Regions from separate parts of the Mus musculus genome. Here region 1 is linked to region 2. A link is a contact called in public Hi-C data. All regions are on one chromosome and are shown on one strand. Each heading gives the region's core, a stretch centred on a gene start, on an enhancer-like site or on the middle of the called end of the contact. The rest is flanking DNA. Distances are from core to core; before and after follow the strand shown. Region 1 has its middle 44 kb from the start of Hif1a. Region 2 has its middle 5.7 kb from the start of Gm34189.

Evidence for each region. Hi-C and Micro-C count contacts between places; a contact is called where the count stands out from the background.
Region 1: a contact with region 2 is called in a Hi-C map of Sertoli cells, with 1.8 times the contacts expected there. The contact joins two enhancer-like sites. A contact is called at or near these places in 5 of 484 Hi-C or Micro-C datasets (Sertoli cells, bone marrow-derived dendritic cells, bone marrow-derived macrophages and 2 more), 3 of 115 datasets of contacts at active chromatin or transcription factors (bone marrow-derived dendritic cells, hepatocytes and liver) and 1 of 9 other capture datasets (embryonic stem cells).

The regions. Positions count from the first base shown.
Region 1 is chr12:73,860,727-73,866,326 of GRCm38.p6, reverse strand. No RefSeq gene overlaps it. Among named protein-coding and RNA genes, the nearest start is that of Hif1a, 44 kb to the left of the region's middle. Within about 2 kb of position 3,181, at least 7 of the 459 cell types and tissues checked have an H3K27ac peak or open chromatin away from gene starts, as enhancers often do. A contact at or near this core is called in Sertoli cells, where this site is marked.
Region 2 is chr12:73,785,250-73,790,499 of GRCm38.p6, reverse strand. No RefSeq gene overlaps it. Among named protein-coding and RNA genes, the nearest start is that of Gm34189, 5.7 kb to the right of the region's middle. Within about 2 kb of position 1,424, at least 103 of the 459 cell types and tissues checked have an H3K27ac peak or open chromatin away from gene starts, as enhancers often do. A contact at or near this core is called in Sertoli cells, where this site is marked.

The DNA.
Region 1 (5,600 bases), core at 1,932-4,431, 74 kb before region 2:
TTTTTTAAAGAAAAAAAAAGCACTAAATCCATGGCCATATTTGTACAAACAATGAATATTGGATCCTGCCCAGTACTTTATAACAGTGATTAGAAGAAAAGCCTCGAAAATAATCAGCAAGGGACAACTGGTCTCAGCTCTGGGACCTGTTAACTTTAACAATTTCAGAAAAACATTTGCAAATTGAAAGGATAGTGTTGTCTGTGCTTTTTGTTTCAAACACACGACCTTTGTGCAGCATACTCAGTGGCAGATGCTCACAGGTATCTGTTGAGAGACTAGATGCAAGGAGGAGGAGTTCTGAGATAGGACGGAAACAAGGCCTTAAGGTTAAAGGACATGAAGAGATTTAACTGGAGAAGGCTCTGCAGGGACCACAGAGTTCTGTTGAGAGCATTTGAAAGACATGTTTATACAGAGGATGAGAGACTTAGTCTAAGTCACTCTAAGGAGCAAAACAAGCAACTGCACAGAGAAGATATGCAATTAAAGCTTCCCCAGATGGAAAGCCCTATAGGAACTTGGCCGTTGGAATTCTTCCCTAGTTCGCTCCTCTTCCAGTTTCTGCAGGAGCTCATTCATTCAAACATACATTTTAGCACGTTGCACACTTATCTCTCAACTTAGCAAGTTGTGAAGCTTAAGCTCGCATAGCTTTTTCACATGTCAATCATTCCTCAGTAAAGTAGCCTTAAAACCAGCACTGCCAGCAACCACCACTGACAACTGTACTGAGTATTTGGGGGGGGGGGAACAAACGGGGCCCTGCTCTCTTGTTCACTGTCTCTACTGGTGAAGGAGAGAAAGGAAATCAGATATAACAAAGCCAACAGCTTAAGCTAACCTTACAGGGTTACAGGATCACTTGAAAAGAAGGCGGAGTGGGGTGGGGTCCTGAATTGCATGCAAGGTCTGGGTGAGATGTTCACACTGTCCCCTGCAATATCTAAGAACCCTGGGCTATCCCTTTCTCCTTACCTTCTCACCTCTGTCAGGAGGACCAGCGATGTCCTACCACCTCCTTCTTCCTTCTGCCTTCAGAATGCCAACTAAGTTGTTTTTATGTTTGTTTTGAGGACTGGAGCCTGTGTATCGCAGCCCGACCTTAAGTTTGCTATGTAGCCAAGGATAACCCTGGACATCTCTCTCCTCCTCCTGCCTCCACCACTGCACTCAGCTTGTAAAGTGCTAGTGATCAAGCTCAGACTGCGGGTCAGTCAACCACTCTGCCAACGGAGCTATATTCTTGTCCCTCACTACTGAATTCTGACCATCTTAATTCTCATGACTTCACCCACGAGGCTATTAGTATGGTCACTGATTATTATTATATGTTGACCAGGCTGAATCACATCTAGTGGTGTACAAGTGATAGGGTGTGGCATGTGACGTTGCATGAGATCTTAGCGCAGCTGGAGAAATCAGATAATTCTCTCTGTGTTCGGTGGGTGAACAGTGCCACCCCTTTAAGGATAGGTCTATGCTCAAATTCTAGACACTGTGAATGGTACCTTATCTGGGGTGGCGGGGGGGAACTACAGACCTACCTAATTAAAGATCTTAGGATGAGATTGTCCTGGTGCCCCCAGGTGGGCCTTCACTATGATACCAAACATCATTACAATAGACGGAGGAGGAAAGAGAGACAGACAGAAGGCAGAGACTGAAGAGGTGTGCTCACAAGTCAAGGAAGCCAGGTTGCTGCCAGCTCACAGAGGCTGGAAGTGGTTAGAGGACAATCAGTCCCAGAAGGAGTTGATTTTAGATTTCTGGCCTTCAGAGCTCTAAGAAAATACATTTTTGTCATTTTAAGTAACCAGTTTGTGGTGGTTTGTTCCTACACTCCCAGAAAACCTCTCTTGAACCACTGTTAACAGCTGTTCACCCTGCAATCAGGGGACAGCACTAACTGCGAAACACACACACACATAATACACACACCACACACACACACACACACACACACACACCACTCTCCAGGCTTTAGCGGCATTTTGGTTTCCATGGGTCCACCTGAGGGACAGACGTGAAGGTAGACAATACACGAAGCTACTGCTCCTGTCTATTCCTCCTGCTCAAGAACTCCTACGCAGAGAAAGGCGGGACTGAAATTGGACTTCCCGAGCTTCAACACTTTCATGTAATTACAGAGCAATATGAAAAACAGAGAAGAGACTATTTTGAGCCTGGCATATGCCATTAGGTTCTCAGAACACATGATGATCCGTTGCTGACAGCTGGGTGTATAGCCTCATCTCTGTCTTCTCCCCCGGAACGGCTATGGTCCAGCAGTGTCAGCTCATTTCTCCTTCCTGACCCAACTCACTTGCTTAGATGATTTTTTGCCTGCACACAGCCCATTCCCCTTTTCTTGAAATGCTCTCCCTGAAGTTAAGCTGACCCATGGATTCTTCTTCATTGTGTGAAGCCAGGTTCATGCCTCATTAGCTTCCACTCAAGATTAGATTATGGATTCTCTTTTGCAATGACCTTACTTTTTATAAAACACAAAGCCTTACTTTATGCACAGCTCTATGTTATAATTCTTTCTGTATCCATTTCTTTGAAGGTCAAGTTATTTTAGGCACATTTTAGTGTCCTCTGTGCCTTGTACTTCAGCCAGTGCCAGTCCACCGAGTTATATTGATTTGGATTTATATTCTGGAATTGATGACCTTATTTAAGAGCTGTATTACTTCTTCCCAGATGATGTCACTATGCCACTAATACCACCAGGAGGCTGTGATACTGGATTTCATGGAATGGATCTGAGAATAGAGGACATGATGGTTGGCTTTACCCGAAGCTGGCGTGGAAAGGAAATATTTTCATCCCAACGAGGAGAAAGAAAGGTAGTTTTGAGAGTGAGTCAGAACTTTCTCTAGCTGCTCCTCATGTAGATTTGTTCTGGACCCTAGCCCTCCTAGGTTACCATCTATTTGTGACGACTCTGTGTAGTTTCCCAAGGACTACTGAGATATCCTGTTTTTTCCTGGTGACAGAGAAGAGCACTGTGGCACAGGCTTCTCCCGAGGGGTTGGAATAGAAATAACTGTGTGGTCCACGAGTCCTCTAAATGGTACAGAGGAGAACTCTTGATGAAAAGCACAGCTCCCATCCTTGCCCTGAAACTGGGATTCTGCCTGGGCTATTTTGGGCCTTGTTTCCAGTTGCCTCTGGCCAGTGACAAGATTTCACACTCGCTGCCACTTCTCATTATGGCCCCTGCTGCTCGTGTCTCAGAAAGGCTTCTCCGAGGCTGATGGGCTCAGGCTTCGGAAACAGGCTGCCTTGCTCTGCCGGAGAGGCACTCCTGGCAATGTGGGCAACTCAGTGTGCTTGTGTTTGCAGACAGGGACTCCTCTCACCTTCCAGAGAGATAGGTATGTCCTACCTTAGCTACGAGAGATTGGATTCCTTCCTTAGGAAGTTGCAGTCTGCAAGGCATTCAGATACACTGTGAATACACTGTGAATGCAGTCAGTTTTTCTTAATGGGTCTGTCCTGAGAAACAGAACCATGTGGAAACATGGAGAGGTCTGGCAGCACACTAAGGTCCAGAAGGAGTCTTCCAGAGGGGAAATCCAGTAGGATGTTGTAAGGGGGCTGGATAATGGCAGTCCCTATTTCCCCATATTTCCTTTCTATGGGGTCACATTAGGTGGCCTTTGTTCTTTGTTCTCACTGGCTCCCTCAGATTTAGAGCCAGAGCTTCTCAATTCTGTGTCCCAGCCATATTTTAGCCGAGTAGTGTGTTCTTTAACTTTTCAAGCCCAGGAATAGTTAAGCGAACTATGGACAGGGACCTCAGGTCACGGCCCTCTTCCTAACATTCAACCACAGCTGGTACACCTGCGCAAACAGTACCTTGTAAGTCTCCATCCTCCAAAGTCGTTCTCTATTGATTGTGAGGCTCTTACTGATAGTTCTCCTGGATTGCAGGGACACTAAGACTATATAATTAACAGGGATCTTTAAAGGCTTCGGTGGAATATTTGGATTCAATAACTAGAGACTCAGAATTTCAGCGAAAAGAAGACAGATGGAGAGGATATAGGAGAATTTAAACATAGATGAAATACAATAGGGGGCAAGCAGACCCTCCAAGAACTAGAAAGACTTCCTTTCTCATCTGAGGCGCTGCAATTTCTTGTGGAAAGCATCTGTTCCAATTTCTCTCTGGTGCATCCTCTTCTGTCCTTTTGACCCCTCCTTCACACCCCTCTCTTCATCACGTAAGCTGGTGCTCGGTTTTTGGCTTTGAAAGATACTGACTTCAGTCTTCACCTCTCACCCAGCATTTTCTCCCGCTAATTAAGTAGAGATTATCCAAGTATAAAGCAATTAATAAGTAAGCTAATGAGTGTAATCATTAATGAGAAGATGAAGGCAAAGTCAAATCTCCTATGGAAAATGGAGCACACGTGGATGCTTGTCAAGAATGGGAAGATAAATTGACTAAGGCATACATCTACCTATCTCTATAGGATCACAGATGCTGACTGCTCTAGTTAACTTTCTACTGCTGTGATAAAACGCCATGACCAAAAGCAATATGTGTTGGGGGCAAGGGTTAGTTGACCTGCAGGTTAGAGTCCATCCTAAGGAGAAGCCATGGCAAAAACACAGGCAGGAGAAACACAGATCTGGAGACAGAAATGAAGCAACGACCATACAGAAGTACTGTTTACTGGATCAATCCTCATGGCTTGCTCAACTTGCTATCTTACTCCACCCAGGACCAACTGCCCAGGGCCTCATTACCCCAGTGAGCTGGCCCTTCTTTATTAGTCATTAATTAATAAAATCCCTTATATAAACTAAGTGTGGTAGTGCTTACCCTTAATTGCAGCACTTGGGAGGCTGAGGCAAGCAGATCTCTGAGTTCAGGTCCAGTCTGGTCTACAGAGTGAGTTCCAAGATAGCCAGGGCTACACAGAGAAACCCTGTCTCTCTCTCTCTCTCACACACACACAAATGCCCTATAGGCAATCAATGTTCTTCCCAGACAACCCTAGTCTGTATCACATTGACAAGACTAATCAGGACAGTAACATATATCTATTTATATGTCTATAGTTCTTGGGAATGGGAGTCAAGTCCCATGGGCAGTTAAAAAAGACATTGCTTTTCTTGGGGACAAACTGGGATGAAAAAAACAGAGTTCTGTTTTGTTTTTGTTTTTCTGGTATAAGAGCGCTCTAGCGACACTGCTTCCTGGTTTGAAAGTTCTGGAAGCTTGGGATATGATGGTAATACATCTATAGCCAGCAAGCCATAGTGAGTCACTTCTACAATTCTAGCACCAGGGAAGCAGAGGCAGGAGAATCAGGAGTTCAAGGCCATCCTCAGCTACTTATCTAGTTCTAGGCCAGCCTGGATATCAAGCACCCTGTTTGAAACAAACAAACAAACAACCCAAAGCAGACTCCATAGGTTCCATGCAATAGTCAAGTTCATTTGACTTTATAAGATGCTTCCAGAAGACTATAATGTGACCTCGGACCCTTTGTGGTGTGCCAGCTCCCTGAGTAAAACTACTGATCATCAAAACCTCTCTTCTCAGATAAAACTAGGCTTGAGTGGTAGATAAGAGTAGA
Region 2 (5,250 bases), core at 175-2,674:
CCCACGTGTCACTAAGATGCTTTTTATGTTCCTACTCTGCCTTGACTCTTGACTGACACAGAAAGCTGCTGTGACCTATACCTGACCTTCTCGGAGCTATGGCACTGGTTTGGAAGTGCCTGTGTTTTATCTAGGTATCTGTGTGTCTCCGTGCAGAGAGTATGCTGTCTCTGTAGGATAGTGGTTTTCATTTAGAATGGAAAACCTCATGGAAGACAGTGAGAAATGTGCAGGGGAGCAAGGACAAATGCCAGATTTTTCCCGTTCAATGATGCCCTACCCCATAAAAAATGAACATTGAAAAAAAAAAACAGACTCATAAAAGCAGTTCTAAGATGCTTTTGTTTTTGAGACATGGTCTCAAGTAGCCCAGGTTAGCCTTGAGCTGACTATGTGGTCAAAGATGCTCTTGAACTTCTGACCATCCTGCCTCCACTCCTGCAGGGCTGGGATTCTAGGCATGCATTTTAACAGCCAGTTTTATACAGTGCTAGGGATCGAACCCAAGGTCTTTGTTCATGCTAGACAAGTAGGCTACACCACAGTTCCTGGTTCTAGGTACATTATTATTTCCTAGCAAAATAAAAAGCTAATGGGAGTGGAGGATTCTGGGAATAAAGCAAGAGATAGGGGCCTGCTCTTAGACACATTACTTGGACTCTACACTACTCTACTATAAAGTGGAAAATGACCTCTTTCATCTCTCTTTCTCCTCTCTCTCTCCCTCTCCTTCTTTCCCTCCCTCCCTCTCCTGTCCTTGATTGATGCTTTTGGTATCTTCAGCCAGAGAAATCCTAAGCTAAGAGGCCCTACTTTGGGAGATGTCAAGAAGACTCATTGGGTAAAGGTGCTTGTTTTCAATCCTGAAGACCTGAGTTCGATACTGTTGTCCACATGGTATAAGGAGACAACAGATCCCTGAAAGATGCCCTCTGACTTTTACACCCGAGGGAGATATGGTATACACACACACACACTTTTTTTTTTTAAAAAAAGAAATGAAACTTCTAAAAAACACCCTACTTATAAAATTAATTCCTTAGTCATGCTAAAAGAATAACTGAAATTTGTAATGAGAGTTAGAGGTTTACAAGTCGTTCTATTTTTCTCTTCACAGTCTTATCAGGTGGGTGATAATATCCCTACTCCCCAGACATTAAGCACTGTTGGTCTCAAGCGTTTTGTAGAAGAGACATTCGATCTATTGTACCACTTAACTGATGAGGGTGAAGGTTGGGAACAGTGCAGGGTGAATGCCCAGTAAGGTTTTATACCCATGTCTCCTGGCCCCCAAGTTCACAGTCTTTATAGCCCATAGCGTGCACTTGGCAGCTGCTGCTGGCAGTCCCTGAAATCAAGGCCATCTCCAGAAGCACATCCTGGGAATTCCAGCTGGGTGCTAACACTCTGAGAAGGCAGTGAGCCAGAAGGGAGGTTTGTTGAGCCCGTGACTCTGCAGAGCTTATCCACAGCACATGGTGCTCCTCACAGGGCCTGGTCTGGTGCTTTAATGGGGTGCAAGATAAACAGAGAAGCCCCCTTAGGCCATGTCTTATCTTGAGGAGGGTGGTAAAAACTTTAACTCTCTCCTCCCCACCCTTTACTTCCGGGCCATTTCTTCAATGCTTCATCCAAGACTTCATTCCAAACAGCTGTGTATCTGACCTCTGAGAACGCTTCCCCTTTAAATGTAATTGTGTTGAGAATTGCATCTGTAAGCATTATATTTACATCATCCTACCTACCTTTCCCTCTCCTCCTGGCAACTCTTCCCATGTACGTGCACACACACATACCTACCTCACTGAGTCCATTTAGTGTTCCTCTTATGTAGGTGGATGTTTGGGGTTGGCCACTTGGAACTGGAAAACCCATCTCCAGGAGTTTTATCCCTGGAGAAAACTTACTTATCTTCTCTTAGAAGACATTGATCACCTGTAACTCTTCATCTGCCTTGTGAAATTTGCCTCATCCTCACTAGCATCTCAACAGGTGTTGTCAATATGCAGGTATTAAAGGCAACCATTATTATTGAGATTTATGGATGTAGCAGCACTGTCATGTTTAAAAGACCTAGTCTAACAGCAGACGTCCTGGTCCCTCCGGTTCTTACAGTCTTTCTGTTCCCTCTTCTGCAATGTTTCTTGAGTCTTAGGTATAAGGTTGCATTGTAGATATACTTACTGGGCAAGGCACTAATGCCCTGTACTTGACCGTGGTGCATCTCTGTAATGGTTCCCATTGGCTGCAGAAGGAAGCTTCTCCAGTGCAGGCTGGGAGCCACACATACAATACCTTGCTAATTTTCTCCACCAACTCTTTGCATCGGGTCTAAGTTGTAGCTGCAAATGTAGACCACAGGCAACGCTCCCAACGCTGCTCCCCTCTTCTCTTCACAGCCTGCCATCTTTGACTTTGTTTCATCCTTGTTCTCTGGGAGATCAAGAAAACTGAAGAAAACTCTGTGATTCAAAGGTATGCTCTTTGTTTCTGGTACTTGTTGAAATGTGCACCCAAGAGAGGGAGTTTAGTTTAGCAAGTGACTAGGGCATTATCTCATTTGGTCCTCAAGAGTGTTCTCGCAGGTGATTAGTACTTTTATTTTATACACAAGGAAACTAAGGTCCCCAGTGGTTTCAGTATCCAGTCTCCCCCAGGCCCCGCTGGCAACAGCTGGTAAAAAGCAGAGCCCAGCTAAACCCATTTCTACTTGGAATGTAAATGGATTTTATTGGACCGTAGCTCCTCTGTTCACTGCTAGTCATCCGAGCAAAATTTTCTCACTACTTGAATTCCAGGGATGTGCTGTTGGGCTTTCTGAAGTAATCACGATAATAAAGGGCCTTATTTTTAGTACTTTCCCATTTCTATAGTATAAATATTCCCACCGCCACCGACTTTAAACTAGCATTGAATTCACTAGACATCGACGTGGGAGAAGATGTGCGACTAACCCATGTGGACCAGCCCAGGACCACTGGAAAATGGAGCAAGTGCACACATCGAACCTTTAATACTAAAAACCATGCGTCCCTTCAATCCCAGAAAAGGACTTTCTTTTAACACACGCCTCCCCAAACAGATCTTTACCCTGGAGTTCTGCACGGGTAGGAAGGTGCTTTCACTCTTATTCCTAGAAGTCAAACACCACAAGTAACAAACAAATGGACGTGGACCTCAGGGGTTTCCTAGCATCCATAGAAGGCTAATTCTGCGAACAGAATCCCAAACGACATCTCCTTCACCCTGGGGGCCGAGAGCCCTGGCCGTGTACTTGATTTCCTTGCTGAGAATTAAGTATATACTTGCTGAGCTCCTCAGTGCTGAGCCTAGACTCATGACTGTGTGGTACAGTGTAGCAGCAGGGTTTGGGCATGCGGCCAGTGGAAACATGATGTGGAGCCAACTCCAGGCTCGCCTGGGTCGACAGTGCAATTGTGGTATGTGCTTGCAAAGCCTATTTCAGACTGTGGCATGCTAGTTTCTAAGGGTTGGGAAAGGGTTCTGGTCCACCAATCTCACCCAGAATACAGACTGCACATGCCTTCCGATGACAAACTCCTTGTGTCAGAAGAATGCCCATCAGACATTTGGGTATCTCTTTGAAAATATTCACTTTTAAAATGAACACAAACTCCATTACCCTTATTGTATCCTGATGTGTCCCAGTTCTAAATCCGGGATTTGTATAATTAAGCTAGTCTCTTTTTATATAGCAGGCAGTACAGTACAGTGTGTCAAGCAGCTTTCTATCAACAGGATGAGTACCCCAAGATCAATCAAGTCCTAAAGATGAAAAGCTTATTTTTATTCATATTTTCAGAAGTTCTAGCCCATGCTTTCTTGGCCAGCTGCTTTGGGTCGTATATCACAGCCAAAACACATGGTAGAGGAATCCTGGAAGCAAGGAGCAATGAGAGATGGGAAGGAACTAGAATCCCGATGCCCCCATAAGAGCATCTTATTAATGATCTAGCGTCCTCTCATGGGTCTCACTGCCTTACCTCCCAATGGCACCGACTTAGGGACAAACTCATTGACACATGGGTCTGTGGGGGAGCATTCAAAATTCAAACCACAACGCCAGGCCGAGTGGTCCATGAATGTAGTAGCTGCATCTCAAGAGGAAAGGTGGGAGGACCACAAGCTTGGGCCATATCGTAAGACTCTGTCTCCATGACGATGACAACAGAAAGGTCCAAAATACAGCAGCCAGATAATGTTACAGGAACAAAAGTTGGTCAGGGTCTCTGTAGCATTAAAAAAATAATAACAATAATAGCAACGATTCCTAGCTCATTGAAAATACACTCCAAGGGGTGTCTGTGGGCTCCTGTTAATCACTCAGGAGTCCAGTGTCATCTCTCGTCATTACCACCCACTAAGGAAAAAGACCCTATGCCAGCATGGAATTATTCCCTTTTGCAGCCATTTTTAACACCATTCTGCTCTCTAGATGTCACCTAAGGACTATCCTGAAATTTCCCCCACGCAGATGGTCCTGAGTCACCAGAGGGGCCACTTGCTATTTTAGACTTTAAGGTGGTAGGAACGGGATGCCCACTCAATGGAAACTGTAATTGGAATTCTGGGTTTTGATCTTTTCACAAGCTAGCAGTGTGTAGCATGATATTGTCTTTCGATGCTGAGCCATGGCAGTGAGCAGCACTTGTCAGCCGTGTGGCCCGCCAGTCAGTGCTTTACAGAGTGTGAGCTGTGATGGCCAATAGGTTAGGTGGCTTAAAGGCTCTTTGGACTTAGGATCCACAATTTCAATCTACAATGGACTTACTGGTGACCAGCCCCTTCCTAAGTCAAGCAGTTATAGGTGGTTGTGACATCAGCTGGCTTCTCCTCTGAGGCTCTCCCTAGGTACCTCTCACTTACGTTTTGTGCCTTTTGCTCCTGCCGTCAACCAGATCATTTTCCTGGATCATGATGCAGCGTTGTCTTCCTCCATTGTGGTACCTAGCATGGAATTTACTTTTCTAGACATAGTCAAACCAAAGCAATGTTCAGCGGGCTCTGCCTTGGGGCTCGCTTGAGGCATGATATTTGCCCCTCAGGAGGATGGTGCGCTAATTTTTACTGGGTACCCACAGATTCCTATTGCGTTTTCATTACATCTCACATTTTTAGCAACAATGTCTATCTTGTGCTTGTTGTATCTGTATAGTTTAGAAACAGGCAAATATTAGTGATATTTACTGACTATATTTTTGCTCTAATTATCTTGTTTGTGCTCTCAAG